Linked DNA regions of Sus scrofa: region 2 is linked to region 1. Evidence: chromatin contacts called from public Hi-C data. All regions are on one chromosome and are shown on one strand. Each heading gives the region's core, a stretch centred on a gene start, on an enhancer-like site or on the middle of the called end of the contact. The rest is flanking DNA. Distances are from core to core; before and after follow the strand shown.

The links. Hi-C and Micro-C count contacts between places; a contact is called where the count stands out from the background.
Region 2: a contact with region 1 is called in a Hi-C map of liver, with 4 times the contacts expected there. The contact joins the promoter of RASSF8 here to the promoter of BHLHE41 in region 1. A contact is called at or near these places in 1 of 47 Hi-C or Micro-C datasets (liver) and 2 of 2 datasets of contacts at active chromatin or transcription factors (alveolar macrophages and skeletal muscle).

What each region holds. Positions count from the first base shown.
Region 1 is chr5:47,685,274-47,690,933 of Sscrofa11.1, forward strand. It overlaps BHLHE41 (class E basic helix-loop-helix protein 41), which reads left to right and starts at 2,389. Exons shown (of 5, transcript XM_003355541.4): 1 at 2,389-3,088; 2 at 3,233-3,296; 3 at 3,625-3,732; 4 at 4,055-4,166; 5 at 4,644-5,660. The coding sequence starts at 3,027.
Region 2 is chr5:47,844,180-47,849,839 of Sscrofa11.1, forward strand. It overlaps RASSF8 (ras association domain-containing protein 8), which reads right to left and starts at 3,291. Exons shown (of 6, transcript XM_005653134.3): 1 at 3,201-3,291. LMNTD1 (lamin tail domain-containing protein 1) reads left to right here and starts at 4,120. Exons shown (of 18, transcript XR_002344073.1): 1 at 4,120-4,241.

The DNA of each region.
Region 1 (5,660 bases), core at 1,139-3,638:
AAACTAAAGAAAAAAGACAAAAAAGCAAATAAAAGAACCAAAACTACAGGGAAAGAATGGGGGAAAGGGTAGGAAGAGAAAAATATAAGGGGGGGGGAAGAAAAGAAAAAAGGGAGACAAGAGTAAAAAGTGGGTATGAAAAAGAAAAAAAGAAGAAAAGGAGGATTGAGAATAACAAAGGAAACCAAGCACTAGAAAAGACTCCATCCACTTACAGCTTGATCTGGGTATCAGAAAAAGAATGAAGTGAGAGAGAAAACAGAAATGTTGGGACAGAAGAGATGGGGAGAGAGGAGATAAAATTGACACCAGGAAAGGCTTCATTTGCACCAAGGCCTCTTTGTCTTTGAATTAGGGGAAGTTAACATCCAAAATTAACACACCGATGGCCCGCCCAACTTCCTTCCCTATTCTTCCTATTGCCTTAGAATATGCTCCAAACTTGCTCCCTAAAGTCTGTCCAGGATCAGCAGCCTTGCATCCGGCCTGCTCCACTGACAAGACCGAGATGCAGTGATCCAGCCTTCATTTCATTTTCTCTGAATACTTCAGCCATCCTTTCCAAGAAAAAAATTTAGCTCTAGAGCAAATATTTACACTCTTTTCCTTCTCCAAACCGTCAGAAATCTATAGGGGAGCTGGTGTTTCATTTTTTAAATTATTCTTCTTAATGGCATTATCCACCCCCCCCCTTTTTTTTGTCAATTTAGAATGAGAGGACAGAATAATACAGTGCTGCAGGTATATGCCGCTTTTAGGACTACGAATTGCCCTCCCCTCCAAAGGGAATTACTAACCCAATCATTTGGAAACAGAGAAGCTGGATCTAGGTATAAAATAAAATCAGTATTTCAAAAATACTTTTTTCTTTTTAAGTATGATCATTATTGAATTGCTTATTTGGTGCAAAATACGTCTCCCCATTGGAGAAAGTCGAGGGACCTTAAACGGCCCTCTGAGAGGACAGACCGCGAGCGTCTCCTCACGCTGGGGTGAGCTTGGGCCGCCGCCGCCGCCGCCGGAGTCACGAAGCCAGACGCCGCGCGTCTCCGCCCAGGACTCGGGAGACTGCAGCAGCGCGGCCGCGGCCCCGGCGGCTCCTGGAGGCGGGGAAGAGGCACGACTCCCGCAGACACGTGACCTCCTTCCAGCCGCCGCTTCCCGCGACCCAGATCCGTCCCCGGAACCCGCGCTCGGCGGGGCGGGCCGGGGGACACGTAGCGACGGCCCCAAGTCCCTGCTGCGCCCGGGTTCGCGTGCATTCGGCGTACTTCTCGCCTTGGTTCACGTGCCAGTGGCAGTAATGACTATTTCGGGGATCACCCAGGAGAATGCAGGCAGGAAAGACTTTTGGTTTGATATCTATGTAGATAGATAGATAGATAGATAGATAGATAGATAGATAGATAGATAGATAGATAGATAGATAGATAGATAGATAGGAGAGAGATTAATATATATTCTCCCTATCCCCTCCTGGCAGACCCAGTGGGGGCAATGGGCCCGGAGACCTGGGAATCCCGCAGGACGCGCTTTCCCTCGGTCTCCGATGTCCCTTGCGGCCCGCTGCGCCAGGCACCAGGGGCAGTGCGCAACTGCGGGCACCTCCCGGTAACTCTCACTAGCAGTGAGTCATGCTCCGGGGATGGCTCTGGGGAAAGGTAGCCCGGTTCGAGGTGGCCTGTGCTTTCCCCGAGCGGGGCACCGAGGCTGCAGGGCAAGCGCGCGCACGCGCACACGCGCGCGCGGGTTCCCCGTGCAGTGATGTGGCAGCAGCGGCAGGTCGGATCACGTTGCTGGCCCTGTGCTGGTACCCGTTTGAGACAGGATTAAGGAGGGAGGCTTTGGAGGTACCAGCGGTAGTAAACGTGGGCTCTGCACACTCCCGGCGTCTCTTATCACACGAAGGGGGAGGGGCGGGGAAAGTGCGCAGCGCCACCCGAGGCGCAGAGGGGCGGCGGGGCTTAGCGGGCGATTGGTAATGCTGCATTGCTTTTTCGCGGGAGCCCCTCTCTTGCCACCCCATCCTATTCCCCTCCCTCCCCGCCGCGTTCCTGAGGGAGCTCCTGAGAACCCAAACGTCGTCATCTGTGGCTGTGATTAGTGGCACCGCAATTCCGGCTGCTGCGGGAAGTTTGGACACTGTGGGGCAGAAAGACACTTGGATTGCGACATTCTGACCCAGTGGCTACATTTTCACTTATCTTAAATCTCTCGGGGAGCAGATTTCATGTTGTCCCTTTTGGGGGCAACCTCCAATCAGGTCTAGGGGTCCCCCCAGGCCACTGAGCGTAAGCAAACAAGTCTCCAAATTGTCCTTCGGGACTGAAGTTGACCCATCGCGAATTCTCTTTCTCTTTCCTTTCTCTGGTCCAAACCAACAGCACAGTCTGTGGAAAAGTAAAAAGCCACGTTCACGTTCCTATCCGTAAGGACAGACGGATTGAAGGAGTCGCACTTCCCAGCGGAGGAAGCCCAAGCTGCCCCGCACCCCCGGGCGCCCCCTCCCACTCCCCCAGCTGACTGCGCTGCCTTGGGGAAGCTTAATAGCCTGGCTGAAGTTGTTTTTCCTTTCCGGTGGCCCTGATCAGGTGTCCCCGCCCCCTCCCGCCGTCCGCCTTCCCTAGCAGCCTTCTCCCGACGCCCCCTCCTGGCCCGGCCCCTCCTCCCCCGCCCCCCTCCGGGCTGGACCGCGGATGGTACGTTCCGCACGTGAGCTGGGTGCTGGTCTGGCCGGCGACGCGCGTGCCCTGTGGCCAAACACTGCCCGGAGTGAGAGCAAACTACCAGCGCAGTGGAGCCAGCGCGAGTGTGCGTGCGTGTGTGTGCGTGTGTGTGCGAGAGAGCGAGCGCGGAGGGAGGGGGGGACCAACTGCTTCACACTTTCAACACTGCACTGAAGAGGGAGAGAGAGAGAGAGACTGGAGACGTACAGATTCCCCCCAGGATCTCCCAGGGCTACCGTCCCACAGATTATAGAACAGAACCCCAAAAATCGAAACAGAGGAAACGGACAGCGATTGAACATGGACGAAGGAATTCCTCATTTGCAAGAAAGACAGTTACTGGAACATAGAGATTTTATAGGGTAAGGTGCACGCACCCTTGCGAATATCTGTCTAGGCTTCAGTTTGATTTTTTTTTTTTTTTTTCTTCTCCAGAAAGTGGTATGGAGCGGGGAGGGCAGAGCCCCTCTCGGAATGGGTTCCTGATGCTGATTTCTATTTTGCAGACTGGATTATTCCTCTTTGTATATGTGTAAGCCCAAAAGGAGCATGAAGCGAGACGATAGCAAGGTAAGTGTAAGTTTCCGACGTTCCTCTTAACCTGCCTGGATAGTTAATTAGGGCCATTGATTTAACAGGGAAGTCTGCCCGCAAATATATTACAGATCTTGAGCTTCCCCAACTGAATTTTAAGTGGTTTGCTGGATACTCTCAGGGGGAGTTTAAACATCATACCTGAATTTAAATTGCATTTCAGAACAGTCCAGAGGAAAGAGGTTTCTTGGGCATAGTTTCTCACATAGTATGTTTTGGGGGGAGGATGGCAGGGTATTGTTAAATCCAGTGAATGAATGTTTAGTTTATTGTTTTCTCTCTTCCATGACTCTCATGTATTAAGGATACCTACAAATTACCGCACAGATTAATAGAAAAGAAAAGAAGAGACCGAATTAATGAATGCATTGCTCAGCTGAAAGACTTACTGCCTGAACATCTAAAGTTGACAGTAAGATGCACATTTTTATTCTTTGCTGCTCTCCAAGGGTGTGTTAATAGCCTGGTACTAGTCCCAGGGTTATAAGAATAAAATGTAAATATCACATGCCTTACAACTTGTGCTATAGTGGAGAGTTTCCTGCAAACTCAAGAGTAGGTGTTCACAACTGATTTCTTAATCATTTATAACCTGTATTGTTGAAGCTCAAGAAGTATAGGAATGGTACTTCTTTCAAAGTGCTTGCTTAAGTTGCTGAGCTGAATGGAAAGCCAGTCATGCCAAATGTGTTTTTAAGTAACCAAGTGCCCCCGTCTCTTTTGCACCACTGCAGACTCTGGGGCATCTGGAGAAAGCGGTAGTATTGGAATTGACTTTGAAACACTTAAAAGCTTTAACAGCCTTAACAGAGCAGCAGCATCAGAAGATAATTGCTTTACAGAATGGTAAGTCAGTTCAGGGAGGCAAACCCACCCTGATAGACCGGGCAGCCCACAGAGAAGCAATGTTAGGACTCTTTCCCCATCCCCACCTCACCTCCTTCTTGGCCCCACGGGTTCACTCTCTTTTGTTAAATTGCTTATACTTTCCCTTCACTGGAAAGTACCCACTTCCCGAAAGCATCCTAGAGGCTTTCATTAGAACTCGCAGGAATCAGATTTTTATTTAAAGTGGCGATTGCGCCCTCTCCACTTTGGTTTTTCAGCTGCAAGTAGAGCGCCCCCCTGCTCCTCACCCCCGCCACCCCGCACTCCTCCCACCTCTCTGCAACCGGTGGATTATATCATAGGAATACACAGGAAAAACTGGGATCACTTTAGTCAATGCAGGGCCCACGTGATAAGCAGATGTTTTAACGTCGGTATTTTTCTTCTTGCCTCCATTCCTCTGTTCCCCACCCCTCTACCCCTTCCTCATCCTAGGGGAGCGATCTTTGAAATCGCCCATTCAGTCCGACTTGGATGCGTTCCACTCGGGATTTCAAACATGCGCCAAAGAAGTCTTGCAATACCTCGCCCGGTTTGAGAGCTGGACGCCCAGGGAGCCTCGGTGTGTCCAGCTGATCAACCACTTGCACGCCGTGGCCACCCAGTTCTTACCCACCCCGCAGCTGTTGACTCAACAGGTTCCTCTGAGCAAAGGCACCGGCGCGCCCACCACCGCCCCCGCCGGGTCCGTGGCCGCCGCTTGCCTGGAGCGCGCGGGGCAGAAGCTGGAGCCCCTCGCCCACTGCGTGCCGGTCATCCAGCGGACTCAGCCCAGCGCCGAGCTCGCCGCTGAGAACGATACAGACACGGACAGCGGCTACGGCGGCGAGGCCGAGGCCCGGCCAGACCGCGAGAAAGGCAAAGGCGCGGGGGCGAGCCGCGTCACCATCAAGCAGGAGCCCCCCGGGGAGGACTCGCCGGCGCCCAAGAGGATGAAGCTGGATTCCCGCGGCGGCGGCGGCGGTCCGGGGGGTGGCGCGGCGGCGGCGGCAGCCGCGCTCCTGGGGCCGGACCCGGCCGCTGCAGCCGCACTGCTAAGACCCGACGCCGCCCTGCTCAGCTCGCTGGTGGCGTTCGGCGGAGGCGGGGGCGCGCCCTTCGCGCAGCCGGCGGCTGCTGCAGCCCCCTTCTGCCTGCCCTTCTACTTCCTCTCGCCTTCCGCGGCCGCCGCCTACGTGCAGCCCTTCCTGGACAAGAGCGGCCTGGAGAAGTACCTGTACCCGGCGGCGGCCGCCGCCCCATTCCCACTGCTATACCCCGGAATCCCCGCCCCGGCCGCCGCCGCCGCAGCTGCAGCCGCCGCAGCCGCCGCAGCCGCCTTCCCCTGCCTGTCCTCAGTGTTGTCGCCCCCTCCGGAAAAGGCAGCGGCCGCCGCCGCCGCGACCCTCCTGCCGCACGAGGTGGCGTCCCCCGGAGCGCTGCACCCCCCGCATCCGCACGGCCGCACCCACC
Region 2 (5,660 bases), core at 2,041-4,540, 160 kb after region 1:
TCTTTCTGGCTGCTGGTGGGAAGAGGGGCTGGAAGGTGGCACTGTGTGTGGAGAAGGTCTCTGCAGGGGCAAGGGGATGGTGGCTGGAACTAGGATGGGAACACAGTGCAGACTGAAAATCAGGTTTGAAAGAGAATTTTGCCAGAGAAGTAGACAGGACTTTGTGATAAACTAGTTGGGTGGGGATGTCAGAACAAGAAAGATAGTGGAAGATATTCCAGCCTTCTGGCCTGAGCCACTCAGACATATGAGATGAAAAACAGAGGAAGAACAGTTAGAAAGGTTGAGTAATCAGAGCTCAGTTCTGGAGAAGTAGGAGATGGTGCCATTTACTGGCTAATATGTGCCAGACACTATGTTAGGTGTTCTCCTTGTCACAGCATCGCTTTTTAGTAACAATATCCTCATTTTACAAAAAGCAACCATAGATCACAGAGGCTGAAGTAACATGGCCAAGCTCTCTCAGCTGGGAGTGAGACAAAGTCACACTTGCCACCTGAGTCTGGCTGGTTGGCTGTGGAGGATAAGCATTCTTTCCACTAAACAGAGTTCTTGGAAACTATTTCTACACTTTGGATTTTGAAATCTATTTAGGACTGGAGCAAGATATCATCCAAGGAGAGTAAACAGGTGATACATTATTTTTTAAATCCAAATCCTCAGAGTTATGATGCATAATGTTTTCCTATCCCACACCCATTCCCACTCCACTTCTACCTGCAAAGAGTTTTGCAATGTTGTGAACACTAGCCAGATACCTAGGACTTAGTGTTTTATAATAAATGAGCAAAGCCATGCCAGGAATCAAGCATAATGAAAAGAGCAACAATATCAACACCAAAGTATATTTTTCCTCTCAAGCCATTACATACATCAACATAAGACAGGATCAATTAGTAAGAAACTCTGAAAAACTCATCATTTCTCAAAATAACCAAGGCATTCAAATTAAAAATTAATGCAAGCCACCCAGTATAGAAGATACAAAAGCTAAGCATTGAGATTCACATTAACAAAAATGGACTAGGAGTTTGGGGTTAGTAGGTGGTTCAAACTATTACATTTGGAATGGACGGGCAATGAGGTCCTACTGTATAGCACAGGGAACTATGTCCGATGTCTTGGAACAGAACATGATGGGGGATGATATGAGAAAAAGAATATATATATACACACACACACACACACACACGTATATGTATGACTGGGTCGCTTTGCTACATAGCAGAAATTGAGACAACACTGTAAATCAACTATAATTTTTTTAAAAAGTAAAAAAAAAATGACACTTTAAAAATATTAGGCAAAAAGAAATCATACCACAACCTAATAGAATTTATTTTTTATGATTTTTTCCATTATAGTTGATTCTAATAGAATTTAAAATCTGCAATTGCCAAATATCTCGACCAAATGCCAAATTTAGGAAACATGCACCTTAAAAACAACTTAAACATTCCTCTTTTTACTGCTTTCCCTTGCAGCATGCTGACAGTTCAGCAAACTGAAATGCCTTTCCTCTCTGCAGAGTCCCATGATTTCCTCCCTCTCTGAGCTCTTTGATGCCCTCCTCAGCTATTGAAGCCTCGGAATCAGGCTTTATCAATGACCCTAGAAAGAATTCAATGCATTACTACCAAACGTGTCTATTATTGAGAGTATCAGCTAGAGACTCTTAAAAGGAGAGAAAATGAGGAAGGGGAGATTTTTGAAAGGATTTACCATCTACATTACAAATTATATTTATGTTGGGTCTTGATCCTTCAAAAGAACAATCATCAAGTTATGCTCAGTCTTCTTTAAGTGGGGTGTGGTCACATGTAATGTTTATAGTTTGGGGAGAGTTCCCCATGAGGATAAATAGAATTAAAAGTACAATTAATATGCCAGCTAAAAGATAAAACCTCACACAAGCCACCTTTCAAAATGACAGTGCTCAGTCCTGCCTCCTGGTTCCTGCCTCCACTCAGCACCTCTCCCTGCAGAGGGCTAGGTGGCATTCACTACCGCCTCACCCAGGCAAAGAAGAGGATGCTGATAATACATTAAGTCTTCCCATTTTTTCTGTTCTTTCGCACGAAAACCAACTCCTGGCAACCCAACGATGAAAGACTTAAGAGAAAAGAAAAAATTTTTAAAAAGACTACCTGGGGCCTCCTACCAGAATGGGTAGTTAATTCAACCGACAGAAAAATCGGAGATCGATACATATTTAAAGGTGCTTCCTGCGAACAAAACATATCTAATGAAGAACTGCTGAACCACATTATACTAGAAAATCCCTAAAATGTTGGTCCTCGCTGGCACCAGGCTGGAGGAATTTTTTCAACGCAATGCTTTGATGTACTGACAGGCTAACATCCCGGGTTGAAAACCAGCTATGAAACGTGCCCTGCATCTATTTCCCGTCTAAATGCCTAAAGATCTGACCCGCAATTATACCCAAAGCTTGCCCTGCACTGGATGCCATCTGATGCTGAGAAAGTAGTGGTTTAGCAACACCAGGCGGCTCTATTATGTTAAAATAACAACGCAACACTCGATTACGAACCCAGGTACTCGGCGCGTAAGCCCTGTGCCACACGAGGACCCACATTCAAAGCTCAGGGCCCTTCAGGTTCAATCTTTTTCAGCTTTCTGGGCCGTATCCTCTCTAAGTTTCCAGTTTGCAAGACGGAATTACTTTGAAAGTCTTCTGCACTCCCCTCCCCAGACGGGTTGGCGGCACGGGGGAATAGGGACGGAGGATGGTTAATCGTTCAAACATTTTAAAAACCGGTAAACCAATCATTTTTTTCAAAGGAGAAAATAAGCTTTCACCAAACCGCCGCTCGGCAAGCAAGCATCCGATTTCCATTTGGAGAGAAAAATATTAAAGAAGCCAGACGTACATTTCCCTTCCCAACAAAAGTGGCCTCTAAACTCCCCGGCCAAGGGCAATGGGAGGAAACAGACTGGGAACAAGCTCGTAGTCTCAGTCAGGCGCGCGTGTGCGGCGGGGAGAACGCGCAAAGGGGAGACAGCGGGGAAAAGGTGAACCGGAGGAAGCGGGAGCCCGCGGCGAGGGCAGATGGGGCGAAGAAACCAGAGGTGCGGAGAGAGGGGCGGGGAAGGGGGGAGCCCGGAGGCTCCAGGGGAAGGAGGGAGGGGTCCCGAAAGCTGCCCGGAGATCGCGGCCGCCGAGTAAAGTTAATACTTACTCAGTTTCGCAACTGCGCCGCCCCCGCAGGCCGCCTCGCGGGGCCCGCCGGAGCGCTGGGGACGCGGCGGCGCCCGGAGCCCGGCGGCCGCCCAGCGCCCGTCCCCGGCGGCGCAGCCCCGCGAGCCTCGCTCCCCTGCGCTACGCGGGCCGCGCGCCCCGCACCGGCGGGAGGCCCCGGCTCCCTGGTGCTCCCTGTCCGCTCACCTCCCGCCTGGCGCTAGGTGAGCGCGGACGCCTCGGGCGGGGGTACAGGGGTGGGCGAGCGCGCAGGCAGCCGCGGCGCAGCCGGCGGGAGCAGCCCCCAGAGCCGAGCCAGTGCGGGGGGCGAGCGGGCAGGCGAGGCTCGACGAGGAGCGGGACTCCGGGCGCTGTACGGGGCGGCAGGCGAGCGCAGGCGGCGGACTCGGCGGCTGGCTCGCTCCCGCGGCCGGTGCCTCTGGGCAAGGGGGCCGGGCCGGGGGCCGGGCCGGGCCGAGCGGCCAGGCGGCTCCGCCCCTTTGTCGGGCCGCGGGCTGAGCGCGCGAGAGCGGCGGCGCGGGGGCGCCCCCCTCGGCCGGGTGCTCGGGTTACAGCCGCCGCTCCCCGACTCCCCCGCCCTCTCCTCGCCGGTTCGCCGGCGCCGGGAGAGACCTTGTAACGGAACTGGGACGCCAGCGCTGCATTGTGGGAGCTTTTAAAGCGGCGGTGAGCGCTGCGAGGCCGCTCGGGCCCACGGTCCCCCGCTCCGCCGGGTCGGCGGAGGCCAGTGGACCTGAAAGCTAGAAACGGTGAGATGACCGGTACTTCACTGACGCTCACGGAGTAAAATCTTCCATAGCCCCGGGGTGAGACTTGCAAAACTGCCTTTCACTGTCACCCCAGCAAGGAGGAGGCTTTTTCCACAGACGCTTAAAAAAAAAAAAAAGAAAAGGCCCTTCCATCCCCTCAGGACTGGGTTTGAATTGCTTTTCATCTGGAGTGGCAATGATTCAGCGACCCCCTTCTCAGCAGCAGGCAATGACAGAGACAGGAGACGAAAAACACAGCGAGTGAATCAGACGTGAGTAACCAAGTTTAGAAAGAGCTGGGCTCAGATTCAGAAAACCGCTCCCCCCCCCCACCTCGCCCCCCGCGCAAATATAGCAAATAGTCAAGGAAAGCTGTGCTTTCTTATGGAAACGCAGATGTGTGTGTTGTTCTTGTTATTCACCTTTTTTTATGACATGCAGTACTCTAGTCACTGGACAACATCCAGTCTTTGGTCCAGACTTTTGCTCACACATGCCCACAACGCAAGAACAGCAATCAGTTTGGAGGAAGAGGGGCTGAGGAGATTCAAAGAAGCATTCCAGTTATAAGATGTCCCTTTTGATTCTCCAGACACTCGTTTTTGGGTTTCTGGTGTTGGGTGTTTTTGCTTTTTTTTTTTTTTTTTTTTTTTTTTTTTTTTTTTTTTTTTTAAATCAAGACAGGGATATTAAATTTGAAGCACAACTTGTTACCGCTTGTCCTATTCAGGGCTTGATTTGTTTGGAGTTTGGATTTGTAGGCCTTTGGTTTCTTCCTCTTGTTTTTTGACCTTAGTTATTGCACAGCTCTTTAGTTCCTCTACCTCAGAGGTGAACTGAGGAGACAGATGTTAAGATTCAAATTTGGCTTGCCAACATTTGGAGAATTGAGGGACAAGAAGCATTCTCTATGATTCAAATGTAAAACCCCGTGGAAACTTTTAAAGATGACCTAGAGCACAGATCCTCAGAGATTTCCAGCCTTAAGGTTAACGTTTCCTCAGCTCTCATTCTTTCGTCAACCTTTCACTCCAGTGAACAGCATCAGTCACCACCTAATTGCCAGATCTAATGGAAAAATTCAATCTCCCTCTTGTCGTGCATGCCCTTGGTGGCACTTGCCCATGTTGACCTTGCCTTCCTTTTTAGGACTTTCCTCCCTTTTTTGGCTGTGATCATCATCCCCCTTTTATGGCAGTCTTGAAACAGAGGAGATAACAGGCAAGACTGTGGCTATTGTTAACTAGGACTCAGGATCTTACCAAGTAGAAGAACTTTAATCTATTGGTTTCTATTGGTCACCAGGCAGGTCCTGACCTCAATTTTATCATGCATCTAGAGGTGAACCAGTTGATGACTCATTATAACCAACTTTCATGTGACCAGCATTTAAATCAGGATGAGACTTGCTATGACTAAATAACTGTCCACTTTTTAGGAGAAGTGCTTACTAGGATCCTGGTACCCAGTGAGGTATCCCTACCTTCAAATCAGGGTGTGCCTTGCTGGTGGCTGCAGAAGTTGGTGAATATACCTCTGTCCTGCCTGGGTAAACCCAGAAGAATCTCTTCCCCACCTCAGCCCCATGTGGTTAATGCATTCTTTCTTCAGCCTATAGTTCAATTTGTTTTGAGCTTTCTTAGCTATAATCACATCTCTGCTAAGCCTTCCTAGGATCACACCAAATGTCC